Regions from separate parts of the Rattus norvegicus genome. Here region 1 is linked to region 2. Evidence: chromatin contacts called from public Hi-C data. All regions are on one chromosome and are shown on one strand. Each heading gives the region's core, a stretch centred on a gene start, on an enhancer-like site or on the middle of the called end of the contact. The rest is flanking DNA. Distances are from core to core; before and after follow the strand shown. Region 1 holds the start of Thpol1 (thrombopoietin like 1). Region 2 overlaps LOC134481030 (a long non-coding RNA gene).

Evidence for each region. Hi-C and Micro-C count contacts between places; a contact is called where the count stands out from the background.
Region 1: a contact with region 2 is called in a Hi-C map of frontal cortex, with 2.6 times the contacts expected there. The contact joins the promoter of Thpol1 here to the enhancer-like site in region 2. A contact is called at or near these places in 2 of 12 Hi-C or Micro-C datasets (the A7r5 cell line and frontal cortex).

Annotation. Positions count from the first base shown.
Region 1 is chr11:93,685,443-93,690,061 of GRCr8, reverse strand. It overlaps Thpol1 (thrombopoietin like 1), which reads right to left and starts at 2,744. Exons shown (of 6, transcript NM_031133.2): 1 at 2,712-2,744; 2 at 1,303-1,453; 3 at 959-1,086; 4 at 614-700. The coding sequence starts at 1,315. It also overlaps a transcript of Chrd not described here.
Region 2 is chr11:93,377,222-93,382,038 of GRCr8, reverse strand. LOC134481030 (a long non-coding RNA gene) reads left to right here. Exons shown (of 2, transcript XR_010056199.1): 2 at 1,361-4,817. Among named protein-coding and RNA genes, the nearest start is that of Ephb3, 16 kb to the right of the region's middle. Within about 2 kb of position 1,983, at least 3 of the 93 cell types and tissues checked have an H3K27ac peak or open chromatin away from gene starts, as enhancers often do.

The sequences.
Region 1 (4,619 bases), core at 1,495-3,994, 310 kb before region 2:
GCCGTGTATATAAACAATGCATTAAAGAAAAGACTGAACAAGACTAAGAATAGGCCAAAGGTATGGACACGAAAGGCTTCTAACCAACTTTTTATGGTATTCAGTTTCAAATCTTTTTAGCATGCATATGTACGTACTATCTCATATATATGTGCGTGTATATACAAATATACATATGTACAAATATATGTATGTGTATTTACATATATGTTACACGCACACGCACACATGTGTTTAAGACAGCATCTTATTCCCTGCTGGCCTTGAACTTACAGCGATCTGTTTGCCACTGTCTCCTGAGCGATGAGATTAAAGGCATGAAACTAAGCCTATTTGGTCAGAAATTTGGCATTGTTTTCTCAAGAGCTCATCATAGGTGAATGTAATTTGGGATAAGGTGGCCAAGCTGAAAGTAAGACTTTCAGGGAATTCAAGAATTTTCAGGAATAGAGGAGCAGTAGGGATCCGATAATAACAGGAGCTATGGAAGGCAATATGACAAATTTCCCCCCTCCCTCTCCTTTTCTTTTTTTGAGATGGGGTCTCACTCTGCAGTCCAACTGACTGGTGGGAAGACTCTAGGCTAGCAGGTGTGAATCCTGGAGCCTCTTACCGTCTGGGTTTTCCATTCTCCCAGGCTAAAGTCCACAGCAGGCAGCAGGACAGGGATAGACAAAGGGTTGACGTCAGGACACTGACTCTGTTAAAAAAAAAATAAAAAAGGTGGGGGCAGGAGGAAAGAGCTGAAGTAGAGGTCAGGAGGGTGGCCGTGACTGGGATGGTCTTCCTTAGTACCATGCTCATGGGAGCTTCTAAGAGATTAACGCAAAGCGTAGCCCTTGCCAGAGCTAAGACGAGGTGGTGTGGCCAAAGACAGTACAGGAGTGAGAGGAACTGAAGGCCTGAGCTCCTCAACTCAGTTAAGGGGATAGAAAGCAAAGGGCTTGGGGTTGCTTACCAGTCGGCTGTGAAGGAGGTAGGAGTCACGAAGCAGTTTATTTAGGAGTCTGGGGTCACAGGCGGGAGGAACTGGGCTGGACAGAGTTAGTCTTGCGGTGAGGAGAAGTATGGCCACCAGGAGCAAATCTTAGATGAGGAGAGGTGAAGTTGAAGGGTCGATAAGGAGAAACGCACTCTCAGGTGGTGACTCAGGGATCCCCATTTGGGAGCCAGACCTGAAATCCAGGGGTCCGGTGTCCAGACAGACACCTTTTCTCCGGAGACTGGGCTTCCCAGCCCTCTGCATCCTTGTCCCCTGCCAATCCAAGCTTGAACTTGTCCCCAGCCCTCACGTAGCCTTACCAGTCAGCTCCATTCTGCCCAGGGTGTCTGACTGCAGTGGCTCCCTGTGTGGGGCCTCTCCCCTGAATCTTTCCTGGGGCCATGGAGACGGCTTGAGCTTTTGTACCTCTGCACAGAGTGGGGTGGGGACAGGTGGGCCAAGGAATCTATCCTGAAAATGACAGAAATAGTGAATCTTTCATCAGGTCTCAAGGAAAAGACTTTCTGGTGCAGGGAAACACGTGCGTGGAGGCCTTGAGGTGCGGGCCAGCCAGGGCCAGAGTTCTTCGCATTCTGACTCTCCCATGTTTTCTTGTGACTGAAGCATAGAGTGTCTCCTCTTTGTTGGGGGACTCTTCAGTGACTCCGATGAAGTCCTGGTGCCCCATCTACTGATTGCTGCCCTGCTGAGAGCAGCGAGATGTTACATACCCAGCTTAAGTGGACTCAAATTCTGAGCACCATTGCTTGTTATCTGGGAGAGAACGTGGGATGGGAATAGAGAAGGGGGTGTCGTTAAGTCAGGAGAAGAGTAGAAAATGGGTCATTGGGCCAAGATGTGCCAGATGAGCACATCTGTGCTGAGGAACAGAGACCTTGTTGGGAGTGGGGCTGAGGCAGGAGAATGGACCACCAGAGACAAGAATTAAAAGAGACACTTGTTTCTCATTCTTTCCTTTTTGCCCCGCAAATAAAACCCAGGACTTTTCTTTAGATTTCCAAGTTCTGAAATGCCCCATTACTCAAATCAGAGGGCTAATAGAAGTAGGACGTCCTTCCTGAGGCAAGTGTCCTGGGAGGCACTTACAGAGCAAGACGATACTACCGCACTCACATGGCTTATTTCACCTTAGACATGGCCGGTGTATTCATTGCAGCTGCAGCTGCCTCCCTGCCCCCTCCAGATCCCTTCCACGTCCTTCCTGGGACCCCCACTTTTCACAAGTTGAGCAGAGACTTGCACCTGATTCAATATTGGGATCTCCTGTGGGTCGGTCAACACACACAAGCTTCCCCTCTATTACCCTGTTCTTGTGCCTTGGCTCACCTCAGCCAGTTCCCCAGTCCCAGGATTCAGAACCTTAAGCTAGCAGGAATGACAATATGAGAATAGGGATTAGGATTGTGTCCCCAGGACAAAGTTCTCTTGTTCTGCACGCACCTCTTTTCTTATTCTCTCATGGCCCCAACGCAGCCAGACCTTTGCTGAATTCTACCGAGTCTGTGAATAGTCCCTCATAAACCTGTTACCCAACCCCCTTTCCCTGCTCTGTCCCGCTCCTCCCATTCTGGGAAGGCTCCACTCTTCTTGACAAAGGTCAGTGCCTGTAGGTTCCAGTTTGCCTGCCCCTCCCCCAGCTCTGGGCCGAGCTCTTTCTTGTTCTTCATACCATACCCTCACTTAACCCCAAATGGTGCTTGTCACTCACCAGGTGAAGAAGGGCTTCAGGACCCAGGTACACAGTAGGCAGCACTCTGGGGAGCAGGTAGGTAGGAAGACACTGGCTGGGGTACAGCCCCTCCTCTGTAGTAGGGTCACTAGCCTGCCCAGGCCACTTCCGCCCAATCAGAGAGCAGAGAGCCACCAAGCCCTGGTGAAGGCCCCGGAAATGACGACTTCTTTTCCTATCTACCGGGCCTAGAGCCCACGGCTGGACCATGGTCGGTGAATGGAGCCCGGTCCCTCCACCCACACACGCTCTAGAGAGGATCTGAATAGCAGGAGCTGTCTCATGTCCTGGGCACATGAGACCCTGAGGCCCGGGTGAGAGAGAGGAGAAAGGGGTTTGTCCAGGAGAAATCTGGCGGAATACATTTGTCCCTGGGAAAGAGAGGTCTTGTTTTAGATTGGTGACGTTTTGGTTCCCGACTCTCCAAATTTCTTTTCCCTGAACAGTATCCCTGTGGCTGAAATCTGACAGCACTTTGGCTTTCTTGTGTTCCCTTCCATATTCCCCTGCTCCAGAGGAGTGTCTTTCCTGGTATTTCCCCTTTCCAACTGGCAATGTAGGGATTGCCTATATGAGAGAATGATCATGTTACAGGAAACAGGGTTTGGACGATATGTGGGACCTGGGGAGTGAAGGGATATGCGTTTGGTTAAGACTGAGCCCAGAGCACCTCTTTAATCTCAGCACTTGGGAGGCAGAGGCAGGTGGATCTCAGGAAGTTTGAGGCTAGCCTGGCCTACCTAGTGAGCTACAGGCCAGCCAGGGCTACATAATGAGAACCTGTTTCAAAATGAGAGACAGACAAATAGATTGACTGGGCTTAGGTACCCTTCTTTCTCCTGGAGGTACAGGGACCTGGAGAGCTCAGCTCTGTGGGCAAGCCTGCCGTTGATTGCTCAATGGTCCCCTTCCAGTCCTACCATTATACATGTGATGAGAGAAATAACCAGGCCCATCTGTTCCTGTCTTAGGAAAGACAGCTGCCGAGCCTCCCCCACAAATACCTCTTTGCTGGCTCCTCTCTCTCTTCCTTTGGCCCTGGCTCTAGCTCCTGTGCTTTCTCCTCAGTCCCTGTCTCCCCACAGTCTGTCCTCTGGGACCCTGGGGCCTGACCCTGCCCTCTCTCCCTTGTTCTTCCTCAGGCTTTCTCCCGTGCCTCCTCTGAGGATGGACTGTCTATTAAGGAGTATGGCCCAGATCCCAGAATTCTCCAGTTGAATAAGAGATACCTCCTAAGATTAGGAAGCCTGATGCTGGGATAGCGGGAAGTGGTGGGGGTAGGAGAGGATGGGGAGGCTTGTCTAGAAAAGCAGGACGAAGGAGGTGGGGAATGACCTGGAGAGGAATAAGGTCCTCCCTCAGATGAAGGAAAACCACCAGTCAGAGGTGATAGATGATACAGTTGGATGGACTTGGGGACAGGTTGGGGTGGTGGTGGAATACGAGTCCACTCGTGGGGAAGCACTGCTTGATTCTGGGAAGCGCAAGCTAGGTTCCTGACCCTGGGAACTGAAGGAAGAGGAGAGACCTCAGAAGGGAAATAGGAATACAGCCAGAGTGAAAGGAAGGAGGTGCTGTGGGTCCTAGGTAGGGGAGGATCGGTATCCTTTTCAAAGACGAGCCCTCATCCTACAGCGGCCCATCCGGCTCACCACTGGTACAGGCCCGAGGCTCAGCCTCTACCCTTCACTAGCCCGAGGCTCTGGTCTTGGGATGGACACCACCTCCAGGGGTGGCCGCAAGGAGTGTGTGTGGGGGTGTCGAGGCCCGCCTCTCCTCCCCCTCTTTGCGCCCCCTGGTTCCTCCCTTCCCCCTACTCACTCCGCTCCCCCCTCCTCCAGTCCCTCCCTCCTCCCCTGCCGGGTCCCAGCCTGTCCCCCTCCCCCA
Region 2 (4,817 bases), core at 734-3,233:
AGGCCCCAAGATATTTGAGGTACTAGAACCCTGGGATATCTGTAGAGGAGAGCTAAGAAGGATTGGAACCAGCCCAAGAGAACAAAGTTTGCTGCTGCTGGATGCCAGATCTGCCAACAGCAGAGACCAACGCTGAGCCCCAGATATGGCTCCATTCTTCGAGGAGGCCAGCCAGCACCCTAGGTGACCACATTGGACCACTTTGCTTTGTTCTTACTGGAATAGATTCTTATTCTGGTTATGAATTTGCCTTTCCTGCACGTAATGCCTCTGCCAAAACCACCACACAGAGGCAGCCAGGTCTCAGCCAGCCTGATCTACATAGCAAGTTCTAGGACAGCCAGGCACACACACACACACACACACACACACACACACACACACACACACACACACAGCCACCAAAACCTTGCCTCAAATGATAACTACAACAAAAGTTAGAGACAGAATAGTTTCTCTATGGCTCTTTCAAATATCTATCATTACACTTGGTTCTTTTTTTTTTTTAAGATGTATTTATTCATTTTATCTATTAGTGTTTTATCTACATCTGCATGCCAGAAGAGGGCATCAAAACTCATCACAGATGGTTGTGAGCCACCATGTGGTTGCTGGGGATTGAACCTGGGTCCTGTGGAAAAGCAGTCAAGTGCTCTTATCTGCCGAACCATATCTCCGGCCCCTACACGCAGTCCTTCCTTAAGATATATAATTTATCCAGTTTCCCAGTGAGGAAACTAGGGCAGAGAGAAGTTGAATTGCTTCTGATACAATGCCTGAGCCTGGGTTTGAGTTCCAGAGCTGGGGAACTAGTCAGTGCTGCACCATTCAAAGAGTGCATAACGTCTAAGTGTTTGGGTCAGCCAGGTCATATTTAGCCATTTTTATACGGTCAGAGATTGGGACTGTATGACACGGGCTCTGCAAATTGTTGCCATGTAGCTGTTTCCTTCTAACGGAAGTGCTCCCTGCTAGGAGGAGGGGCTCAAAGCTAACCAGATTTTTCAGGTCTCAGGAAGCTCAGAAGTTACAAGATCACAAGGCTAGGAAGGTAATCAGATGCTGGGAGAAGAGCCTCTCTGATGGTGGTGGCTGAGGTAGCTAGGATGCTCTGTGCCATCATCCAGGCTGCCTGTGTGCTGTCCACACTCCTCCAAGTAACCTCAGCGCTGTGGTCCCCATCTAGATTGGATGCGTGTATTTCTTTGCTCTGTGGTTTGTGCCCCATTTGAAATATTTAAGCACACACCCCCAGACAATAAATAAGCACTTCGAAGATCTTAAATCCCCTGCACAGTATGTATTGGCTCTTTAGGATTAATTTTTCTTTTCTCTTCTTCTCTTTTCTACATTTTCCCAGGTTAGCTGAATGAGATAGAAGGCATGTTTTCCCTCTGAATCGCACGCCGCATACAAACGACCTCGTCATTGACAAGGCTGTCATTGCTGAAGGTTAAGTGTTTGGCTCAGCTCCCTCCGTCTAAAAACTATGCTCTATAAAATGTTAATCTGCTTTTGTTTATTTTTGAGCCCCAAAGATACTTGAGTAGACAGACACAGTTTCCTCGTCTTATATAACCGTGAAAATGCTTTTTTTTTTTTAATTGGCAAAGCATATCACAGCTTATCTGGTCCAATTCCTCAACTGATAGAAAAAGAGGGTTCTAAAAACAACTGGGCAAAAATAGAAATATTATAAACGGAATCACATTTTTTTTTTTTTTTTTTTTTACTTAGCGGGCAAGCTTGCTCTCAGAGTCTGTGTAAAAGCTTCTGGAAGGGGAACAATCAGCAGCCGTGAAAGCCATACCCACCGGAAGGACTAATCTGCTCGCTGACAAAACCACTCAGCTTTTGACTGACCTGTTAGGAAATCACAGCTTGACTGGACGATTACTTACATCAGTCCCTGTGCTCAGCGACACCGTACTCCTCTTGTTTAATCCTTGCCATAGACCTAAAGGCAAGCTACTGCGAGTGTCCTGGTTATAAAATGAGGCTATGAGTTTTCGGGAGATTAATGAACAATGCATTTATCGTTAGCTGTCTGTCTGTTTGCCTGTTTTTCTGTCTGTTTGTGTGTGTGTCTGTGTGTCTGTGTGTCTGTGTGTCTGTTGTTTGTTTGTTTTTGAAATAGGGTCCCATACAGTCCAGCCTGGCCTTAAAGTCCTGACATACCCGCTTCTAACTCCCCAGTGGAATTGGGGATTGAAGAGATGTGCCACTGCACCCAGCATCGAGGACAGCATTATAAACCACAAATCACACACAACAAAATTTCTCATGTGATGTGACTAACCTCACTTACAGCTTAGATACTTTGTTTGGTTAGGAGTAGAGTGGTGGATTCCACTTCTGCAGTGATTCAAAGATCCAGAAATTCCTAATTAAAGGAATAGGAGAGAAAATGAACCAGTGTGAAAGTCGGGTTGTAAGGCAGATATTAGGAGCTCTGGAGGTCACTGAGAACAACTCCATCATCAGCGTTAGACCCCACCTCTCATTTACCTGGTACCCTTAGAAAGGGAAGCTTCACCATTGCTCCCCCTTAAGATTTAAGATACAGGGAGTCGAGGGATGGCTCAGAGGTTAAAAGCACTGGCTGCTTCTCCAGAGGTTCTGAGATCAGCTCCCAGAAATCACATGGTGGCTCACAACCATCTGTAATGGGATCTGATGCCCCCTTATGGCCTGCAGGTGTATGTACAAATAAAGTACTCAGACATAAAATACATAAATAAATAAATCTCCTAAAAAGGATTTAAGATACAATATGGCGATAGGAGGACCTTTGTTGAGTTGCTGAAGAAGAGCTACTTCAGACTGGGGTAGTGGGTTGTTGGAAAACTGTGTCCACCAGAAACCATCCAGAGAACCTACAGAGTTCAGTGTGTGGCCGACATCGGTAAGCCCAGCAATCCTTCCCTGAGAGGGGAGGTGGAGACAGAAGAATCATCCCGAAGCCAAGAACCAGATAACCTGGAGTCAACTACTCAGCGGCAGGAACAAAAGAGACCCTGCCTCAACCGGGTGGGAGGTGAGAATGTTCCTGACTTCTCCGCTCATTCTGTGCCACGCACACAGCACATTTAGCTAAAAAATGTTTAAGGAAAACTCCTTCCTCTTAGTCAAGAGTTCTAGCTTTGACTCTAGGTGGAAACATGACTTCCTAAACTTACAAAAACAATACACCCTACCATCTCCTTCCTTGACAATTAATCCACAATCCAACTGGACCTGATCGAGAGACCACCCCTCAGAAAAGCTGATTTACCACACACATGCTAGGGAGAAGGGAGGAGTAATTATCCCTTTGATGGCACAATGCACTTATACACCCAGGAGACCTCCCTCTGGGCAGTTGCATACAGATCTTCACTCTGTCTCAACTCCTCTTCCCTCACTTCCTCTCACTGAGAAGGAAGCAACTCCAGAAAGACCAAAGCTCTTTCCCACAGACCCACTGGAGCCAAGACTGTGTCCAATTAAGCCACTCATTTTGACTCTGTGTGACCAGAGTCAAAATTTAACTCTACATTCTCTGAGGCCACCCCCCAGTGAGATGAGGATGATAACACCTGCTTCTCAAGACAGCACGAAAGTTTGTGAAACAATCTCCCCGGGTGTGCTGTGGAGATCTTCAGGTCCTTTCCTAACATATTTTTTTTTCTTAAAGGAAAAGAAAGAGACTCTTAATCACATGGCCCTGCTGTCTGTCCATCTGAAAGCTGACTTGTCATCTTGAAACCTTGTAGGCTAAACTCATAGAGGGCTTTGCAGGGAAGGAGCTGGTTTGGGGTGACAGAGTTGTGAGGGACACTTGGTGACCTCAGAAGGGAAGGGTGTAACATAATGCCTTTTTAAGGAAAAGGAAAATATTACAAGACTCTGCTGACTTGTACAAAGTCTTCCTTACTCAACCATTCTAGGTACAAAGTTAGGAGTCTCCAGGCCAGCATTTCTGATAGACACAGGTGACTAACCATCTTCTCTGACACTTTGTGTATAGTGGGGAGTTTGCCTTGGTCTCTCCAGGCTGCCCCTGAGCAAGGCTGACACTGTTTTCACTTGGCAAGCACACACAGGGCTGCAAAGCTCAGGTCCTTCTCTTCTTCCAGCTGGCTGGACAGGGGCTCACCCAGCCAGCAGCACAAACTGAGGGTAGGATACTGGAAGGATGGGAGAGACATTCACACAGCTTGTCTGACTTTGGATGTGCCTAGGTTTGGTAAACTGTCATTCTAAGCTTACCTCGGACCACTGATGGACATGATGAGCTTACAGCTTGGTAGATCTCATCACATCTCCCAAGGGATAATTTTGGCTAAATGGCCATTTGGTGCCTCTTTGAAACTTTCATTTTGTTTTAATGATTGGATTCCTATATTATTTAGTAAGGGTGGGGGGCATACATGTTCCGTGACGTATGTGTGGAGGTCAGAGGGCAAACTGCTGGGGCAGTTTTCTTCTCCTATCGTGTGGCTCCTGGGGACTGAGCTCGAGCCATCTGTCAACATCAGCAGCTGCTAAGCCATCTTGTTAGCAGCCTGTTTTACTTTTGATGCACAGGTCTCCGCCATAGATGGCTCGCATGCTGGGTAGGAGTGGGTCTCAGTGGGACTCCCCTGAGCTTATCCTCTGCAGGGGATTATTGCTCACCATTGAACACCTCCATGCTCTAGCGTCTGCTGGGTCTAGACTCAGCTAACAGGGTTGCTGGGAGACATTAAGAGAGGGCAGCCCTGGCATCGAAGCTCTTGTGAATGCAGATGGAGCACGAGTGAAAGAGAAAATGGAGCTGCTCTCTGCTGGATCCT